2 separate regions of the Canis lupus genome follow, and region 1 is linked to region 2. The links are chromatin contacts, called in public Hi-C maps. All regions are on one chromosome and are shown on one strand. Each heading gives the region's core, a stretch centred on a gene start, on an enhancer-like site or on the middle of the called end of the contact. The rest is flanking DNA. Distances are from core to core; before and after follow the strand shown.

What was found. Hi-C and Micro-C count contacts between places; a contact is called where the count stands out from the background.
Region 1: a contact with region 2 is called in a Hi-C map of amygdala, with 6 times the contacts expected there. The contact joins the enhancer-like site here to the promoter of FBXL13 in region 2. A contact is called at or near these places in 3 of 9 Hi-C or Micro-C datasets (amygdala and blood).

Annotation. Positions count from the first base shown.
Region 1 is chr18:17,711,395-17,715,709 of UU_Cfam_GSD_1.0, forward strand. The region is part of intron 19 of GSAP (gamma-secretase-activating protein); the gene reads right to left. Among named protein-coding and RNA genes, the nearest start is that of GSAP, 57 kb to the right of the region's middle. Within about 2 kb of position 2,902, at least 5 of the 20 cell types and tissues checked have an H3K27ac peak or open chromatin away from gene starts, as enhancers often do.
Region 2 is chr18:17,296,001-17,301,035 of UU_Cfam_GSD_1.0, forward strand. FBXL13 (dynein regulatory complex subunit 6) reads left to right here and starts at 2,964. Exons shown (of 22, transcript XM_038562793.1): 1 at 2,964-3,026. It overlaps ARMC10 (armadillo repeat-containing protein 10), which reads right to left and starts at 2,800. Exons shown (of 6, transcript XM_038562807.1): 1 at 2,582-2,800. The coding sequence starts at 2,720.

The DNA of each region.
Region 1 (4,315 bases), core at 1,652-4,151, 420 kb after region 2:
ACATGCCCTAAGAAAGCCAGGAGGAACATATTTCTCTCCTTTCAACCTTAAGCATTAAACAGTATATCTGCAACCAAACCTATGAAGAACAGCAGCACAGCCTAGTGGCTGGCTCTGTTCCTCAATTTCATCATCTGAGATGTAAACTGAAGGCGCACCCCCCATCTCTGTAGATATGACAGAAATAAAAACACCAGCCTGATGCTCTGTTTCTAAGCAGTAATATTTCTTTGTAGCATTGTAAAATTATGTTTGACAATATTAATTGAACTTGCTATACCTCACCGTTCCAGGAGATATTTTGCATAGGAAAAAACTCTTCTTTTTCTTCTACAACAATCTACTCACTGAAGACTCCACTTCTGGTCACCAATTGTGTGAGTTTCCTCCCCTACATCCATCACTTCTCCAACACCACTTGGGTGTCTTACAATTTAACTCAATTCTGACACTACCTACCAAGAAGCAGCACTGGATCCCAAAAGCTGCCTATAAATTAGAGGTTCCCAAGACCTCCTCCTCGGGTTTGATAATTCACTGGAGTAGCTCACAGAACTCAAGAAAACAGTTTACTTATTATATATTGGTTTATCGTAAAAGGATACAACTAAGGAACCGCCAGATGAAGAGATGGATAGGAGCAGGCATGGGGGAAAGGGCTGTTTCCAAGGGCTCCTCAGGCATAGCACCCTCCCACACCTTCACTGGTCATCCATCTCAGGAGCTATCCAAACTCCTTCAGTAAGAGTTCTTTATGGAGGCTCCATTACGCAAGCAGAATAAATTAAATCATTGGCCACTGGTCACTGAACTCAATCTCTAGCCACTCTCCCTTACCTCTGGAGGTGAGAGGAGGGCAGGCAGTGAAAGTTCCAACCTTCTACAGGGTTGGTTCTTTATGCAACCAGCCCACAGCCTAGGTGCTTTCCAAAAAACCATCTCATTAACATAACTCAGGTGTAACTGAAAGGGGCTTGATATGAATAACAAAAGACATTCTTTTCACCGGTTTGCTCCGGAGCTATTTCAGAAACTGGGAACAAACGCTAAATATAACAAAATATATCCCTATAGCTCTTATCACTTAGGAAATGACCAGGATTTTAGGAACTCTGTCCTAGGAATCACGGATGGAGACCAAATGTCTAGTATTTCTAGTTATATCACAGTATCACCTATGTACAAACTGAACTTTGCAAAATCAATTTCCCACATAACCAATTGACATTATCTGGGACACACAGTTATCAAAGCGACACCCATCACTTTTAAAAATTGTAAGCTATTACATTGTAATTTTGTTGATACTCTGGATCCCCAACCTTTAGATGATGGTGGTTGTCTGTATTGGGAGGGTCAAGGAAAAAAGTTGTTTCTATTTCCTTAAGCAATTAATTATACTCTTGTCCAATTAAAATAGTATTCTTAAGACACTTTTTAAGTGAAGAAGCATAATTAAATAAACAAGTCTCTGAATGGAGAAGAGCCCAGGTGCCCATGATCGTTTTCCCAATTGCTCAGGGGGCACTGAGAGCCCTCCCCATAGATACTTGCAGTAACACGATCGAGTTTGAGTGGACAGAACTGGGAAGGGCATAGAAGTCTTTCTGGTCTTCCCAGTCTCTGAGTCAGTTAATCTAAACAAATGACGAAAAGGTTTCCTTATTTTATAAAAAGAAACTAAGGATGTCTGGGTTAAAAAATACTTTGGTAAAAATACTCCATTTCTCCATTTGTGGTATGCTCATTCACCTATATCTTTATGTTCAAATAGGTTATTGTCTCTATATACTTTTCAATCTTTTTGTGCTTCCTGTGGTTGGACAGTTTTAATAGTTTCTCTTCTCACCATAACATCAAGGGTAATTTTAAGCCTTTAATGAAAATTGCCACCTCCCTGGAGAAAACCATGTTTTATGAAGGGTTAAAATCATTGGTAGGGGATGCCTGGGTGGCTCAGCGGTTGAGCATCTGCCTTTGGCACAGGTCATGATCCTGGGGTCCTGGGATCAAGTCCCACATTGGGCTCCTTGCATGGAGCCTGCTTCTCCCTCTGCCTGTGTCTCGCTGTCTCTCTGGGTCTCTCATGAATAAATAAATAACATCTTTAAAAAATAAAATCATTTGTAGGAAGGTCACTCTTGATAACACTGCTTTTAGGGCAAGGACCTTGTTTCAATATACTATTCAGGTAATTGTTTAAAGCTCTCTGGGAAACAATTTTATAATGTAAGGAAGCCTCTTGCATTTCAGGTGATAAAACTTCTAATTTAACTGGTTTATGCACGTTAAATGACATAGTCCTAGTTAAGTCCTATGTAAAGTACTGCACAGGAGAATTACTTGCAGAGAGAGCCGGAAGAAAATGCTTATCTAGTTTCACTTTGCCCTTCCCTCTCCGGACTCCTTATCACATTAGTCATCTACCAAGGAGAATGGAAGCAAGTGTGGTGAGAGTAAATAGAGGTCCCTTGGGCCTCGTGGAAAGTCTGGCAGCAAGCACACATTCATTTGAAAGGTAACTTGTGATTCAGGTCATAGGTAGTCAGAGCCAACTCCTGTAGCTGAATAAGCATGTTGAGAACAGTCCTATAACTGGGGCTGGGGGGGGGGGGGAGCAGAGGGTGGCATGTGCCTCTGCAAGCAGGTCCATCGCAATATAATTAAGCTGGGACTTGGGGCAGAAGAAGTAGGTCAAAGGCAGCAGCTTCTAGTGAGGGCTATTGTGCAAACAGAAGTGGGGAAACAAACGAGAAAGATCAGAGCCAGGTGTCCTGTGTCCCCCGTGCTGAGTGACCAGGGCTGGGCTGGGGACTGGCCTAACCAAATCTAGTACCATTTCCTCCAAAGCCCAAGGCCCATCCCAGCAGGACCTTTGCTCCCCTGCCTGTCCATCGTATGTGCGTGGACAGGGTTGTGAAGAGATCTACGGCTCGAACTTGCGCTACGTAACCCTTCCTACCAGCATGTAGGCACATGTGGAGCAGAGAGCGATCTCCGAAGCAGGTTTGGGGATGGTTAATGGGAAACATCTGTCTGCAGGGCCAGATGCTAAAGATAATTAGGGGAGAGGAGAAAAAAGGAGATGGCAGGGTGACTATCAAAGAAAAAAACATGAATATAAAAACAACATTTTACACACAGAAATAGAAAAAAGAAAAGTGCAAAAATAAGCTACTTTGTTCTGAAGGAAAGCCAAGTCATATTCTTAGAATAAGCCAATGGGTAAAAAATTAAGAGAACCTTCACATCACTCCTTTACGCTTTTTTTTAAAAAAAGATTTTATTTATTTATTCACGAGAGACACAGAGAGAGAGAGAGAGAGAGAGAGAGAGGCAGAGACACAGGCAGAGGGAGAAGCAGGCTCCATGCAGGGAGCCCGACGTGGGACTCAATCTCCAGACCTGGGATCACACCCTGAGCCAAAGGCAGACGCTCACCTGCTGAGCCACCCAGCTGTCCCAATTTTTAAATGAAAATATACAATGGTGAAAAGGTTATAGTAAAACTGAAACTCATAAAAACCTTGTAAGTTAATCACAACTTTTTTTTTGAATACCAATTTGGCAATAACAATCAAAAGTTTTAAAATTGTCATAGTCTTCGCCCAGTAAAACTCCTGGACATTTAACCTTGGAGGAATAAACCAAATATAGACATTACATAGACATCACATATATCTATGTAAAAATATTCACTGCAACATTATTTTTAATAGCAATTTTTTTAATGCGGGCTGGAGACAGAGTAAATGTCTCGAAACAGAAAAATGATTCATTAGGACACAATAACCCAGCAGAATCTTATGGAGCCATGAGAGGTCATAACTACAAAGTTCACATAGTAGCAGCACGAAAAATGATATAATTGGCAATCTTTACTAAATATCTCTGGATGGTTGTCATTACTAGGTAAAATATTACAAAGGCCAGGAGGAAACGGGGGTGGGTGGGGGAGCTGAAAGTTGATCTGTCAGGAACTGTAGAATTATGGGTGACATTACTTTCTCTTTAAAATTTTCTTCACTGGCTTATTGTGTGTCCATCAAACATATTATGGGTTTGGTAGGGCTAGTGATAAGAGCAGAAACCATACAATGAAAAGATGGAGGCTCTTAAGAACTTTTTCAGCTTTTTTTTTTTTTTTTTTAAGATTTTATTTATTTGAGAGAGAGCAGGAGCAGGAAGGAAAGGAAGAAGCAGGCTCCCTGCTGAGCAAGGAGCTCCATATGGAGCTCAATCCCAGGACCCTGAGATCATGACCTGAGCAGAAGGCAGACGCTTAACCGGCTGAGTCACCCAGGTGCCCTAGAAT
Region 2 (5,035 bases), core at 1,714-4,213:
ATAATAGCTAAGACACAGAAACAACCTCACTGATAGATGAAGAAAATGTAGTGTGTGTGTGTGTGTGTGTGTGTTGTGTGTGTCTATGTGTGTATATATATAGCCCCAAAAAAGAAGGATATCCTATCATTTGCAACAACATGGGGGGTGGACTCTGAGGGCATTATTCTAAGCGAAACAAGTCAGACAGGAAAGAAAAATAAACACTACATAATTTCACTTACCTGTAAAATCTAAAAAAAAAAAGAAAGAAAATGAAAAAAAACCGAACTCAAATACAGATAACAGACTGACTGGGGTTGCCGGGAGGCAAGTGAAGAGGGAGTGTAAAATGGTTGAAGGTGGTGAGAAGTATGGACTTAGCTTAAGATAAATAAGTCTTAGGGATGTAATGCACAGCTTGGTGACAATCAGCAAGTAACACTGTCTTGTATACCTTAAAGTTGCTGAGAGAGTAAAGCTTAAAAGTTTTCATCACCAGCAACAAAAAACCTGGAACTATGTGAGGTGAGGCATGTCACCTGAACTTACTGTGGTGATCATTCTGCAATATGTACAAATACTTGGATCGAATCCAACCAAATATATTTACCTTATATATACTGATATCAAATAAACACATAAACATATATCAAATCATTATGTTGTATGTCACTAATACAATGTTATATGCCAAGTATATCTCAATTAAAACAAAAAAGATCATCTTCTGAAATCTACGGATGCTGCTGCAAAAAAGGGTACTTGTCAAGTCTTCCAAGATAAAGGTGTGCAGCTTCAGGAAGAGGGGACCAGGAGCAGCCTCTTTGTAGGATGCCTGACCTAACGTAACTTAAACTGGTAAAATTAAGCTTAAGAATAAGACTCTGTCAGTGTTCACAAGGTTGAGTCAGTATAAGCAAGAAGGTACCCGAACCCAGAAATCTCTCACACAAAGACAACAAATTAGGCTTTGTAAGTAAAGGTAAATAAAAATCTTGTTTTGAAAATTGCTTTTTGTGACAAAAGGGAAAACAGACTTTTTCCTCACTCTGTTTTCTTAGAGTATTTCCTTGAGTAAACTTACACAGTCGACCCTTGAACAACAAGGGGTTAGGGGTGCCAACCTCTGAGCAGCTGAAAAATCCATGTGTAACTTGGGACTCCCCCCAAACTTGAGTAAGAGCCTGCCATTAACTGGAAGCCTTACTGAAAACAATTAACATATTTGGTATATGTCTTATATACGGTATTCTTACAATAAAATAAACTAGAGAAAAGGCAATGCTAAGAAAAACATAAGGAAAATACACTTACAGAACTGTGCATATATTTATTGAAAAAAAAAATCTCGTGTAAGTAAACCTGCACAGTTTAAACCCCTGTTGTTCAAACGTCAGCCAGAACTGTAAATCCTCTCTTTGATATAAATGGCATTTAAAAAAATATTTTATTTATTCACGAGAAACAGAGAGAGAGAGGCAGAGGAACACGCAGAGGGAGAAGCAGGCTCCATGCAGGGAGCCCCATGGGGGACTTGATCACAGGACCCCGGGGTCATGACCTGAGCTGAAGGCAGGCGCTCCACCACCGAGCCACTCAGGTGCCCCAAATGACTTTTAAAAAGCTAAGTAACCGTCTTGCCAGTTTACATGTAAGAAAGTCATTCTTAGGGGCTTTTGGGGTCATCTATGTGAAATGTAAACATCAAAAGATGGAGCGCAGACCCCTAAGTTTAGCCTTGGCGCCTGGCTCCACGTGGTAACCACCTGCTCATCATAAAGATCCCGAGAAGTCTTATTTTCCTCTGGATCAAGGCAATTAGCTAACAGCGATAGCCACCCCGATTACCAGCGAATTTAGGATGGACTCTGTGTGAATGGTGCTGTCAAGCCCTCTTGAGGACAAGTTCCTGTTTATCTTCAGAACATGCAGAGATGACACGAAACAGACTTTATCCGCCAGATACACGAAGTGAAGACACGTGTGTCTTCTCAATCCCATCAGCTGATCGCCTGTGATGGGCACGGCAATCTGGAGTCGCGCTTATTCAACAATAAAGCTTTAGTTCTTTCCTCCATTTGTAGGGAGGAGTTTCTTGGTTGGCATCCGTGACCCGCACTATCCTAGAACACCCAGCAAATCCTCGGAATCCCGATGCACCACCGGCTTTGGGGCAGCAACCACCCCGGCGCTGGGTCGCGGGGGGTCGCGGGGGGGGCGCCCCCAGCTCCCCGCGCGGGCAGCTGCTTCCATCCGCGGCCCCGGGACCTCCGCAACCTCGTAACCGAACCGCAGGGAGTCCCCGGGCCTCCGCGCCGCGGCGGGGCCCCCGCCCTCCTTCCTCAGGGGCGGCCGCAGGCACCACCGCACCTTCCGCGGCGGGTCCTGACCCTGAGGGGCAACCCACGCGCTTCTGAGAAACCACCCAATCCTCCGCGGGGACGCCGCCCTCAGCCAGGAAAATCCGGGCGTTTTTACCCCGGGATTTTGGACGAGGTGGACGCAGGCGGCAGCTCAGAGCCCCAGCGAGGGGGCCGTCGTCCGTGCCCCCGCCCCCGCCCCCCGCCCCGGCCACCTGCCGGGCACCCCGTGGCCTCACCTGCCGAGCGCGAGGGGCGCAGCCGAAGCCCGCGGGCGCCTCGCCGCCGGCCCCGCGCCAGCTTGTAAATGTAGTAGCAGGCACCGGCCCCGAGGACCAGGCCCGCCGCCACCCAGCCCACGTCCCGGGCGCCGCCCATGCTGCCCTGGGGCCGGGGCGCTGCGCTGGGCCTGGCGCGCGAGGCGGGGAGCCGCGGATCCCGCCTCAGCCCGAGCGCCGGCGCCGGGAGGACACAGGAAATGGGGCCCGAGCCCCGCCTCCCGGAAACGGCCCTGCTGACACGGAGGGACCGCCCACTGCGCCCCGAGCGGCCCGGCGGGGCGGCAGGGGCGGAGCGGGGGCGGGGCCGGAGCGAGGGGGCGGAGCTAGGGCGGAGCTCCGCGAGGAGGCGCAGGGACCGCGCGCACCGAGGGGACTCACTGGGGGACGCGGTCCCCGTCCAGAGGTGGGCTTCCCCTCGCTCCCGCCCGGGCTCGGGCCCGCCTCCACGCCCGGCGGCTCTCCTCGGCTCCCGGCGGCTCCCGGCGGCTCGCGGCGGCGGGGGCGGGGGGCTCCGGGGCCGCGCCCGCCCCGCCCCGCGGTTGCCAGGGCAACGCCGGGACGCGCTAGCGGGCGCGGGGCGCGGAGTCTGGGGGGCCCCGGTCATGGCCTCGCTGCGCACCGCCGACTCCCGGCTGAGGAGCTACTTCAAGGAGAATTACATTCCTCAGGTGTGCGAGGTACTGGAGCCCGCGGCGGCGGCGGCGTTAGAGCAGCGGAGCCCGAAGACGTCCGGGAGGAGGGGCGGGGGTTGGGCCCGGCCGGGAGCCGGGGGCGGAGAGGGCAGGCGGCGCGGCGCCCGGGGCGGACCGGCTCGGAGGCCAGAGCACGGGGCGCGGGGCCCGGGACAGGAACCGCGAGCCCCGCACTTAAGGTCTGGGCAAGAGGCCCGGGGCCGCAGGAGGATGCGCAAGTGGTCGGGAGAGCGAGCGGGCAGCGGCGGGCCCCGGGGGAGGCGGAGCCTGGGGGCGCCAGGCGGCAGGCCCCGACCCCACAGCCCGACCCTGCCTGACCAGGGGCCCCTCCCCCCGTCGTTACAGCAGGAAGGACTGGAGAGGCCCGGCGGGTTTTGTAGGTTTGGGGATTAGGAAAGCAAGACCCGGTGACTGCCATTTTCTCGACAAAGATTTGGTGAGACGTATGCTAAGCCGTGCGTGTTTGCGCGGGTTTGGAGGCTGCAGAAGGGGTCTGAGCAGAGACACGTGTGTGGAGACTGAGGGGGAGAGAAGTCTGGGGAAAGAGACGAGGAGAGCCCGGCAGCCCTGAGAGCCCAGCTTGCGAAAGTGACTGCTGTGCACTTGGGAGGGCAGTTCGGTGCAGCCTTTTTGAATGGTTAATTTAAATTTATTAAATGTTGACTACATATAGCCTTTGACCAAACATTTCACTTCTAGGGATCCACTGGAGAGATAGGCTTTCACGTGTATCCAGAAAGCTGTCCGAGGATATTCATTATGGTGAAAATAGTAAATAACTTCTATATGAATAAGGGAATGAGATAGTATATAAAGTATGTGTATACCTTTTGAGAAGAAAAGCTCTCCAAGACATAGTTTAAAAGAAGAAGAAAAATGCAAGTTGCCCCAGAAGTGTCTCCTACAATGTAGCTACTGTGATTTCCTTTTTTTTCTTATTTTAAAGATTTTATTTATTTATTCACGAGAGACTCAGAGAGAGGCAGAGGGAGAAGCAGGCTCCATGCAGGGAGCCGGATGTGGGACTCGATCCTGGGACTCTAGGATCACGCCCTGGGCGGAAGGCAGGCACTAAACCGCTGAGCCACCCAGGGATCCCTACTGTGATTTCCTATGTCTGTGTGTAGCGACGTTTAAGACAATAATAATGCATGCATAGAACATATGCAAAACTATTAATAGCAAATGTTTGGGGGGAATGCTTTTAGGAGAGAACCCTAATTTTCTTTGCTGTGTATACTTGTGTATTGTTTTACTTTTTTTCTGCTGAGTCTCATTCATGTTTTACTTCTACACGATTATATTTCAAAATATGTAGAGAGCATGGCACTCATCTTCCCCAGGGTGTAGTTTTTCTTTCTTTTCTTCTTCTTTTTTTTTTTTTTTTAAGATTTTATTTATTTATTCATGACAGACACACACACACACACAGAGGCAGAGACACAGGCAGAGGGAGAAGCAGGCTCCATGCAGGGAGCCCAACGTGGGACTCAATCCCAGGTCTCCAGGATCATACCTCAGGCTGAAGGTGGCACTAAACCGCTGGGCCATCAGAGCTGCCCTGGTTTTCCTTAAGTAGCAGTCAGTAAACCCAATAGAGGTACAGAAATAAGATTGACTTCATCCAGGAGAGGTGTTGGCCAGGCATATAGTGTGGAGGGGCAGCGGGGAAGGAGCTAAGCTTTTTAGGGTACCTGAGTGATGGGCCAAGGGACTGGGT